Regions from separate parts of the Sus scrofa genome. Here region 2 is linked to region 1. The links are chromatin contacts, called in public promoter capture Hi-C maps. All regions are on one chromosome and are shown on one strand. Each heading gives the region's core, a stretch centred on a gene start, on an enhancer-like site or on the middle of the called end of the contact. The rest is flanking DNA. Distances are from core to core; before and after follow the strand shown. Region 1 holds the start of RIC8B (synembryn-B). Region 2 holds the start of CCNT1 (cyclin-T1).

The links. Promoter capture Hi-C pulls out the DNA fragments that hold promoters and counts their contacts.
Region 2: a promoter capture Hi-C map of liver shows a contact between it and region 1, with 10 times the contacts expected there. The contact joins the promoter of CCNT1 here to the promoter of RIC8B in region 1. A contact is called at or near these places in 1 of 5 promoter capture datasets (liver) and 1 of 2 datasets of contacts at active chromatin or transcription factors (alveolar macrophages).

The regions. Positions count from the first base shown.
Region 1 is chr5:13,578,943-13,583,059 of Sscrofa11.1, forward strand. RIC8B (synembryn-B) reads right to left here and starts at 1,555. Exons shown (of 11, transcript XR_002343919.1): 1 at 1,011-1,555.
Region 2 is chr5:14,806,244-14,810,909 of Sscrofa11.1, forward strand. CCNT1 (cyclin-T1) reads right to left here and starts at 2,181. Exons shown (of 10, transcript XM_003481561.4): 1 at 340-2,181. The coding sequence starts at 500.

The DNA of each region.
Region 1 (4,117 bases), core at 305-2,804:
GGTGTGTTTTCACAGAAGGGAGTAGTCAGTCTTTCCTATAAAGCAGTCTTCTAAATGGAAGAACAAAGGTATGGTACGTTACCTTTTGAAGTCAGCATGTAAAATTCCTGGAAGGAAAAGTAATGGAGAGCTAACGGTTCTTGAAGAGACATTCAGAGAAGTGACTGGGATATATAAGAAGATAGCTTTTTACTGCAGGGTTATAAATTGGAAAGAATAATGAATGGTTTGAAGACCTAGGTTGGAATCCCAGCTTACAAGCATGACCTTGGGCAAGTTACTTAACAGATCTAGAATCTCAATTGCAAAACAGGATTGCTGTCAAGATTAAATGAGATAATGGATGGGAAAACTGTTAAGGCTATACAAACAACGGGTATTGTTAGTAGTTAGTCTCCCTCCACTTAAAACACAGTGTGTCCATGACCTTGGCGTCATTTCAATTCCTAGTGCCTCGGTTTTCTCATCTATAAAATGGAGAGGAGGATGCTCTCTACCTCATAAATTCTGAGAATCAAGTTAGACCATATAAGAGACACCACGCCTTGAGACAGCAGTGCTGTAGATATATAAGGAACTGCCATCGTAGCTGATACGTTTTATGCATGTCAAGGGCCGTGGTGATGCACAGACACACGTATTTTTATGCTATGCAGGTAAGGAAGCCTCGCGTGCGTTTATGCATTCAAGAGTAGGGCGCAAAGCGGAGACACACATTCACGGATTCCGGGGGTGTGACTTGCACGCTTGGGAACAGGGCCATGGGACAAGCTGCTGGGCCGGAATCAGAGGAGTGGGCGCCAGAGTGGGGGCAGGGGGATACAGGATGCACGGATGGAAAAAGCGGGGGGGCACAAACACGCATGCCCAAGCCGGAAACGTTTTCGGGGGAGAGCAGTGCGCATCCCCGGAATGAGGGGGGTTGGGAGAGATGCGGTGTGCAAGCCCGAGGGGGGTTGGGGGAGCGGCCCGGGGTGCTATACCGCATGCCCGGGGCCAGGGCTCTTTACCTTATCGCTGTAATCCCTCAGGACCCGTTCGATAGCCCCCGCCTCGCCGGCCCGGACGATGTAGAGGGCGCGCTCCTCATCCATGGCCGCAGGTGCGGGGGAGCCGCGGCCGCTGTGCGCGCCCAAGCCGCTGCCTCCAGGTAAACGCCTCGCGCCCCCGCTCGCTCGCTGCTTCCCAGCTTCCTTCCTTCCCTCCTTCCCTCCCTCCCTCTGCCTCCAACCCGCCAGCCTCCGCCCGGGCAGGCCCGACGTCACCGCCCCTCAACTTTCACCCCGCGACGTCACGGGTCCCCCAGCAACCGGCGCCTCGCGGCCACCCCCGACAAGGCCCAGGACTCGGTAGAGGCCTGGCGAACGGCCAGAGGCGGGGTCAGACCCGAGGTCCTACTTTCTCTCCTTCCTCTCCCTTCCTCGGAGAAGAGTCCAGCCTTTTAAGTGGGCTTCCACAGACAGAACTGTTCTTCTCTCCCGACCCTCCTCTATGAATCATTCTCCTCAGCTGACGAGAGCGACCCGGCTCTTCCCCGCCCCTCTAAGAGCCAGCAGCTGTATGGACTACAATTCCCTTCGGGCAATGGGGTCATCCCACTCTTCCATCTAATTTACTGGAGTGCCGAATGGCATGCCGGGATTGGTAGTCATCCCGCGGGAAAGACTTCCCTCCAAAGGCATGCTGGGAACTGTGGTCCTGCGAAGGCCGGAAACGGGAGTCCGGCGGCCGCCTGAGGCCAGCGGCCCGGAGACCGTTAAGGGGAGGGTCTGAGCGTCGGCTGTGCCTCCTTTGTGTTCCTTACCGAGCTGACTGTCCGGCTCTAGCTTTGGCTGGTCGGACTAGGTGACAGCCGCGGAAACTGACACCTCTTGGTGGGAACTGTCAAACACCGGTTTCATTCCCTCTTTTCTCGTTTAGCGGTTTTGGTCTCTGAAATTCCTTCCTTCCTTGTTTGCGGTCGTGCTGTGTATTCAGCCACACTAATGTGAGAGATTGCTGGCAATTCTCGGATAAGAGGGGACTCAGCGGTTTTTTGGCCTTAATAATAAATAATAGCTGCCATATATCGCGTGCCCCCGAGATTCCAGACTTCAGTCAGGTGATTTCTCACAACACAGATTTTTGCGGAACCGAAGGAACCCGAATAGGTTAAGTAATTTGTCCTAAGTCACATAGCCAGTAAATGGGTAATTCAAGATTTGAATACAGATCTTTCCCCAAAGACCAGGAAATGTAATAATACGGATATACTAGTAATGGTAGTGATGATGGTGATGATGATAGAGGCTCACATTTGCTAAGTGTTCACTGCATGCACACACATTGTTACAAACTTCACCTGTGTTATCTCAGTCAATTTCTCACAAATTAACAAATATTTGAGAATTTATGCTGTGCCAGGCACTATTCAATACAATACAATCCTGATCAGTATGAATACAGTGGACCCAAAATAAAGTCCCTGCTATTATGGCGCTTTCATTTTAGTGCTTAACCCTATGAGGGAGATCCTATTCTCATTTTAAGATGAGGAAACTGAGTCTTGAAGAGGTTAATAGATTAATTTGCCAAGACTGCAGAATTTAGAAACTGAATTTGAACTTAGGACCTATCTATGCTCTTTTTGTTCTGCCAAGCTATTTGCTAGAGAGTGGATGAAGTCTCCAAGTAACTTTCAGCTTTCCATTCTAAGCATCCTTTACCAGAAATCATCTTTCATGCCGCCCCTGCCTGCCTCTCCCTTTTGAGCTGCGCTGAAGAGGAACTGGGGCGGGGGACGCAAACATTTATTCATCTAATAATTATTGAGTGTCTCCTAAGTGTCATTCTAGGTGCTGAGAACTTAGAAATAAAAACAAGTATGGAATCTGAGCTCATGGAGCTTTTGGTCTTTTTGTGGATTTTACTTTTCACGCAGCAAACCTTTATTTAGCATATTTGTTGAGCCAGACATTGAGGTTAAGTGCTACATCCATAGTAAAGTCAGAAAGATTTTTGAAAAATCTCCTTCTTAGAAAGATCATGGAATAGGAAGTTATATTCCCTAGGTTATAATAATACCTTGCAGTTAATTGTTTACAAAACATTTTAGTATACACCATCTCAATGCATTGAAGAAGGTAATTTTCCTGTGTATATATAAGAAATCAGACTCAGATTAGATAAATAACACCAACTAGAATCCAAACCGAGAGCTGTAACATAAAATATTTGGGTACCTACTGCCTGCCTAGTACTGTATTACATGCTTTTTGGGTTACCATATATTTATTTTTGGAACAAGAGCTCCTGCACAGGATACTGACAAGCATAAGGTATCTGAGTAGAGATGTTTCTTTAAAGAGGATCTTATACACATGAGTTGAAATGTCTGTTTACCAGAAATAGGCTTATGTTTTTAGGCTCCAACTCTCTACTTCTAAAAAGAGATTTTTTAAATGTGAAACCACATGAATTAATGGCTTGGGAAATTGCTCTTTAGTAATTTTAATTAAGCACTAATATACTGATTTTATAAATGAAAAGGATCTTTGACTCTAAATTCAAGTCCTCTTTGACCACTGCCGAGACTCTGGTCCTAGAAAAATTAAGTGACTTGTCCAAAGTCAATAGTTAAAAGCAGACTCTGGGACTAGAGCCTAGACTAGCTAAATCCTGGGTCACTACATCACTTTATCACCCTGAATATTTAGTTATATGATATTTTCAGTGAATAGAGTTTCTAGTCCATAGTAACTCCAGTTCCTGTTGATTCTTGGGGGGCTTGGTGCCAAGGAATTAGGATTTAGAGCCTAGGTAATCAAAGCAACATGTTTATTCACAAGTTACTTCTCTGAGAGATGGTAATATAATTCCATACATATATATGGGCAGTGCTTTGCTATTCTTAAAATATCTGATTGAATCTTTGTAATAGGTGAAAAAATGCAAGGTCAGTAGGAGAGGCACTATCTTCCTTTTCATAGAAAAAGCTAAGTTCAGTGTGTGGATTAGCTTTGCTCTGCTAGTAAGTGGTATAGTAAGTGGCTAGAAGTGCTCTGGCTCTGAGAGCATAAAATGTTATAGATTGATAGGTCAGAGCCAGTGAAAAACCCATAAATAGTCATTTATTTTG
Region 2 (4,666 bases), core at 931-3,430, 1.2 Mb after region 1:
CACTAAGTTCAGGAAGCATCATCAAGCGTGAAACTTCCACGAGATCCCTAGGGCATAGCAGAAAAGCAGAGTAGGCGATTAGAACACACCGACAAGAGACTAACGACTAGTAAGAGCTCGTTGAAACACAAAGCGGGAAGGATACGCAATTCCCAGCAAAGTTGGTGGCTCGGGTGAACAAGCGGGAAATTAACTTCGCCTCGCTTCCCTCCCGCGGAACTCTTAATTTCAGTCTCTCCCGGCCCACCCGCTTCCCTTCGGTCTGACAGACCCTGAGGCCTGGACGCCGGGGCAGGGCGGGACTTACACCAAGGCCGAAGGCCTAGGCCGCAAGGATACACGTTAAGACGCTGGCCCATGTCCTGGAGCAGATTGGCCGCCTGCTGGCGACAAGAAAGTTCTTCATCTGGGTCCAGGCCAAAACGACGGGATGGGCTATTTTCCAGCTGTTCTCGAGTAAAATACCACCGTTTATTGTTGTTCTTTCTCTCTCCCTCCATAGTGCTTCAACCAGAAGGCAGCGGCGGAGGCTGCAAGCACTTCCCAGCGTCACCTTCTCGGCGACACACATCCGCTGTGCGGGGGCTACTGCGACGTGACGAACTTCCGCTAGGGCGGACGGCTAGGTTGTGACACGCTTCCGTCGGGTGGGTGGGTGCTAGTTAAAGGATCCACTTCCGGAAAGCGCCTCGAGTCGGCCTGTAGCCGAGTTAACAGCCAGCAGGAGACCGGAAAAACCTTGGGCCTAGGACGCAGGCGCCAATCACGTGACCCTTGAGGCACGAGGTGGGGTTAGGAGTTCTCGTTCAAAAAAAAAAAAAAACACGTCTCCTCCCGCGAGAACTGGGTTGAGCCTTCGCGCCCTGAGCGAGGGGGCGGGGCAACGGCTTTGGCTGGGTGAGGTGCCCGCCCACGCGCCGCTCGGCGGTTCCGCGGTGAACTTCGCTCGTGGCGAAGGTGACCGCTTAAGATGGGGCACATCCGCAACTTGACAGATGAAATAAGTGAGACTGTCAAAAGCTGAAAAAAATAATCAGAGAGTAGCCCTATCGTCTATCGTACCATAAAGCAACGGGAAAGCTATTGCATTGTTGATAACAATGTAAATTACCCATTGGAGAAGCCGCTTTACAATATGTAACTAATGCCTTGAAACTCCTAAAGCTTCGACGCGGTGAGCCAATTTAAGGGAATAAGATGGAATTAGTAGTAATAATTTAGTACTAACCACAGTAGTGAATGACTCAAATATACTGTTTAGTTTAACCGGCACAGCGCCAAATATTTTAATCTATGTTTTGCGATCGGGTGAATTTAAACTGCTCCTTCCTTCTGGAAAGCTTCCACTACCACTCTGCGCATGCACAAATTTGTAAATTTCTGCCCTCTATCAAGATGTATCCGGCTCCAACGCTTGAGGGTTGTTCCTTCGTAGACAAGATACTTGTCTGTGCCCCTTGTATAAATGTAAATGGCAACTGTATATACGTTTTAGATTCTGAAAAGGATTAAATGAAGATTTGAGTTAAAAGTACCTGGAGCAGTACCTGGCACATAAAAAAATTCAGTAGATTTTATAATATTTATTATAGCATATTGAAACTGAGGGCAAGGACCATACCAGCCTTTTAAAAAAAACAACAACCCATTTTCATTTTTGTATCCATCTATCACCTCCCTAGTACAGTTCTGGCCCCAGTGGTCAATAAATGTTTGTCAAACAAATGCTCAAAACAACTAACAATAAAAAAATAAAAAATAAAAAATAAATCTCTCTGAAGCTTGGAGAGATTAAGTGGTTTGTCCTACACTACACCATTTATAAGTGTAGATTTTAAAATCAAGTCTAATTCCATTGTTCTCTCCATTCTAGCCGAGTGTACTCCTGCTTTTCGGGAACACTCACCTTGATTAAATTTGGGTAATATTAAAATCTTTTGTCTTTTATAATAAATATTTTGAGTTCTGTCATTTCTAGACAAGGCTGCTCCCACTCAATTTGATTCTAATTCATTCTCAGAAGTATTTTCTTCCATTCTAGGCCCTCCTCTGCCATACACTGCCTACAATTAGCATTTGCTCCATTTTATTCTGGAAAAATTGAGGAAAAAAATACTTGAAGTTACAATATTTTCAAAAATTATGATTTCAAACTTGTTCCGTTGCATGCTTTTTTTTTAATTGAATAAGCACTTTTTTAGTTATGTCATCTTTTATTTCATTTTTTGTCTTTTTGCCTTTTCTGGGGCTGCTCCCGCGGCAGATGGAGGTTCCCAGGCTAGGGGTCTAATCGGAGCTGTAGCTGCCAGCCTTCACCAGAGCCACAGCAACACGGGATCCGAGCCACCTCTGCAGTCTACACCACAGCTCACAGCAATGCCAGATCCTTAACCCACTGAGCAAGACCAGGGACCAAACCCAAAATCTCATGGTTCCTAGTCAGATTCGTTAACCACTGAGCCACGATGGGAACTCCTCCTATGTTGTCTTCTTAATAGCCAAAATTATTTCTCCCAGATTCCCCTCACCTATTTTTCTGACCTGTGTTTGGTTCTCCACTAAATTTCTTAGATTGATGACTCCATTTTGATGCTGTCGTGACTGTGTACCAGTCTTCTGAGAAAAAGACCTAGAAACTATCAGGCTTCACGCAATGCAACTGCTAGCCAATGGCTTGCTACCCTCCAGTACAGAAGAGGGGCACCTGTGTAAATCAGAGAAAAGAAATATTCTTTGACTTAAAATGATTTGAAAGTAGGTAGCAGGGATAACATAATTGCCAAACATGAATTTTTGACCATGCCTTGTTTCAAATCCCCACTATTCTTTTTTTTTAAACTATCTTAACCATTTTCGCGTGTACAGTTCAGTACAGTTCAGTAGTGTCAACTATATTCACAGTGTTATGCAACAGGTATCTACAGCTTTTTATTTTTTTTGCAAAACTGAAACTCTATACCCATTGAACAACTCCCCATTTCCCCCAGCCTGACACCTCCCATTCTCCCATTCTACTTTTTATTTCTTGGAGTTTGACTACTTTATAGACATTTAATATATGCGGAATCATACAGTATTTGTCTTTCTGTGACTGTATTATTTCTCTTAGTGTAATGTCCTAAAAATTCCCAGTTATTCTTTTAACTAATTGTGTGATTCTCTGCGCCCGCACGTGCGTGCGAGCGTTTTGGCGGCACCTGAGGCATATGGAAGTTCCCAGGCCAAGCTGCTTCAGTGACAAGGCCAGATCCTTAACCCCCTGCGCCACAAGAGAACTACTAGCTGTGTGATGGTAAATGTCATCCTGAACAGAACACTATATGGCACCTGGTAGGTCTTCAATACAAAATAATGTGAAAATAATGATAGCCTTCAAATACACTGCCCTTAAAGAACACAGGAATTTTCCTCTCTTTTTTTTTTTTTTTTTTTTTTTTTTTGGTCTTTTGTCTTTTTGTTGTTATTTCTTGGGCCGCTCCTGCGGCATATGGAGGTTCCCAGGCTAGGGGTCGAATCGAAGCTGTAGCCACCGGCCTACGCCAGAGCCACAGCAACGCAGGATCCAAGCCGCGTCTGCAACCTACACCACAGCTCACGGCAACGCCGGATCCTTAACCCACCGAGCAAGGGCAGGGACCGAACCCGCAACCTCATGGTTCCTAGTCGGATTCGTTAACCACTGAGCCACGACGGGAACTCCTCCTCTCTTTTTTTTAAATTTATATTGAAGTGGGAGATTTAACTCAGAGACATAACCCCCCTTGTCTGCAAAAGCAGCTGCCTGCATTTTCAGCTCTGCTGGCCTCTTAGAATCCTTCTTGTAATTATGTAGCAACTACATGCCCTATGTCCCAGCCAGCAGCCCTGCTGATGGTGCGCCAAGCATTGCTTATCAGTTTCGCTTCTGTGACCTTGCTTGCCCGGTTTCTTAGGCAGGAACACTGTCTGCTCTGGGAAGGGGGAGGTCTCGGGCTGCTTACATGGGAAAAACAAGACCCTGTATGGTATGAAAGCTGCTGAGAACAAAGACCTGGCACTCAGACTCTGGAAGTGACTCCTCTGAACCCGAACCGGTGCTGAATAAACCTTGCTTACCACATCTCCCAGTGCCGTTTGTCTCCTTCCACTGCCATGGTTTCTGCAGTTTCTGCAACAATATAGGACTCTCTTTCCTCTTATAGCCAGACTTACCAGACTACTCTTTCTAGGTACAAGATTATACTATAGTTCATGGTTTGATCTTATTTTGTGTTGCGCTTATGAATATGACATTTCAGTTGTGTCGCACATTATTACCATTTAGTACTTTTCATTTTTTGGTCTTTTAGGGCCACACCTACAGCATATGGAGGTTCCCAGGCTAGGGATCTAATCGGAGCTGCAGCTGCCAGCCTACGCTACAGCCACAGCAACATGGGATCCGAGCTGCATCCCAGACCTACACCACAGCTCAAGGCAACGCCAGACCCTTAACCCACTGAGCGAGGCCAGGGATGGAACCAGTGTCCTCATGGATGCTAGTTGGGTTCGCTAACTGCTGAGCCATGACGGGAACTCCCCATTTACTACTTTAAAAATAATTTCTCGGAGTTCCCATTGTGGCTCAGTGGTTAACAAACCCAGTTAGCATCCATGAGGTTGCAGGTTCGATCCCTGGCCTCGCTCA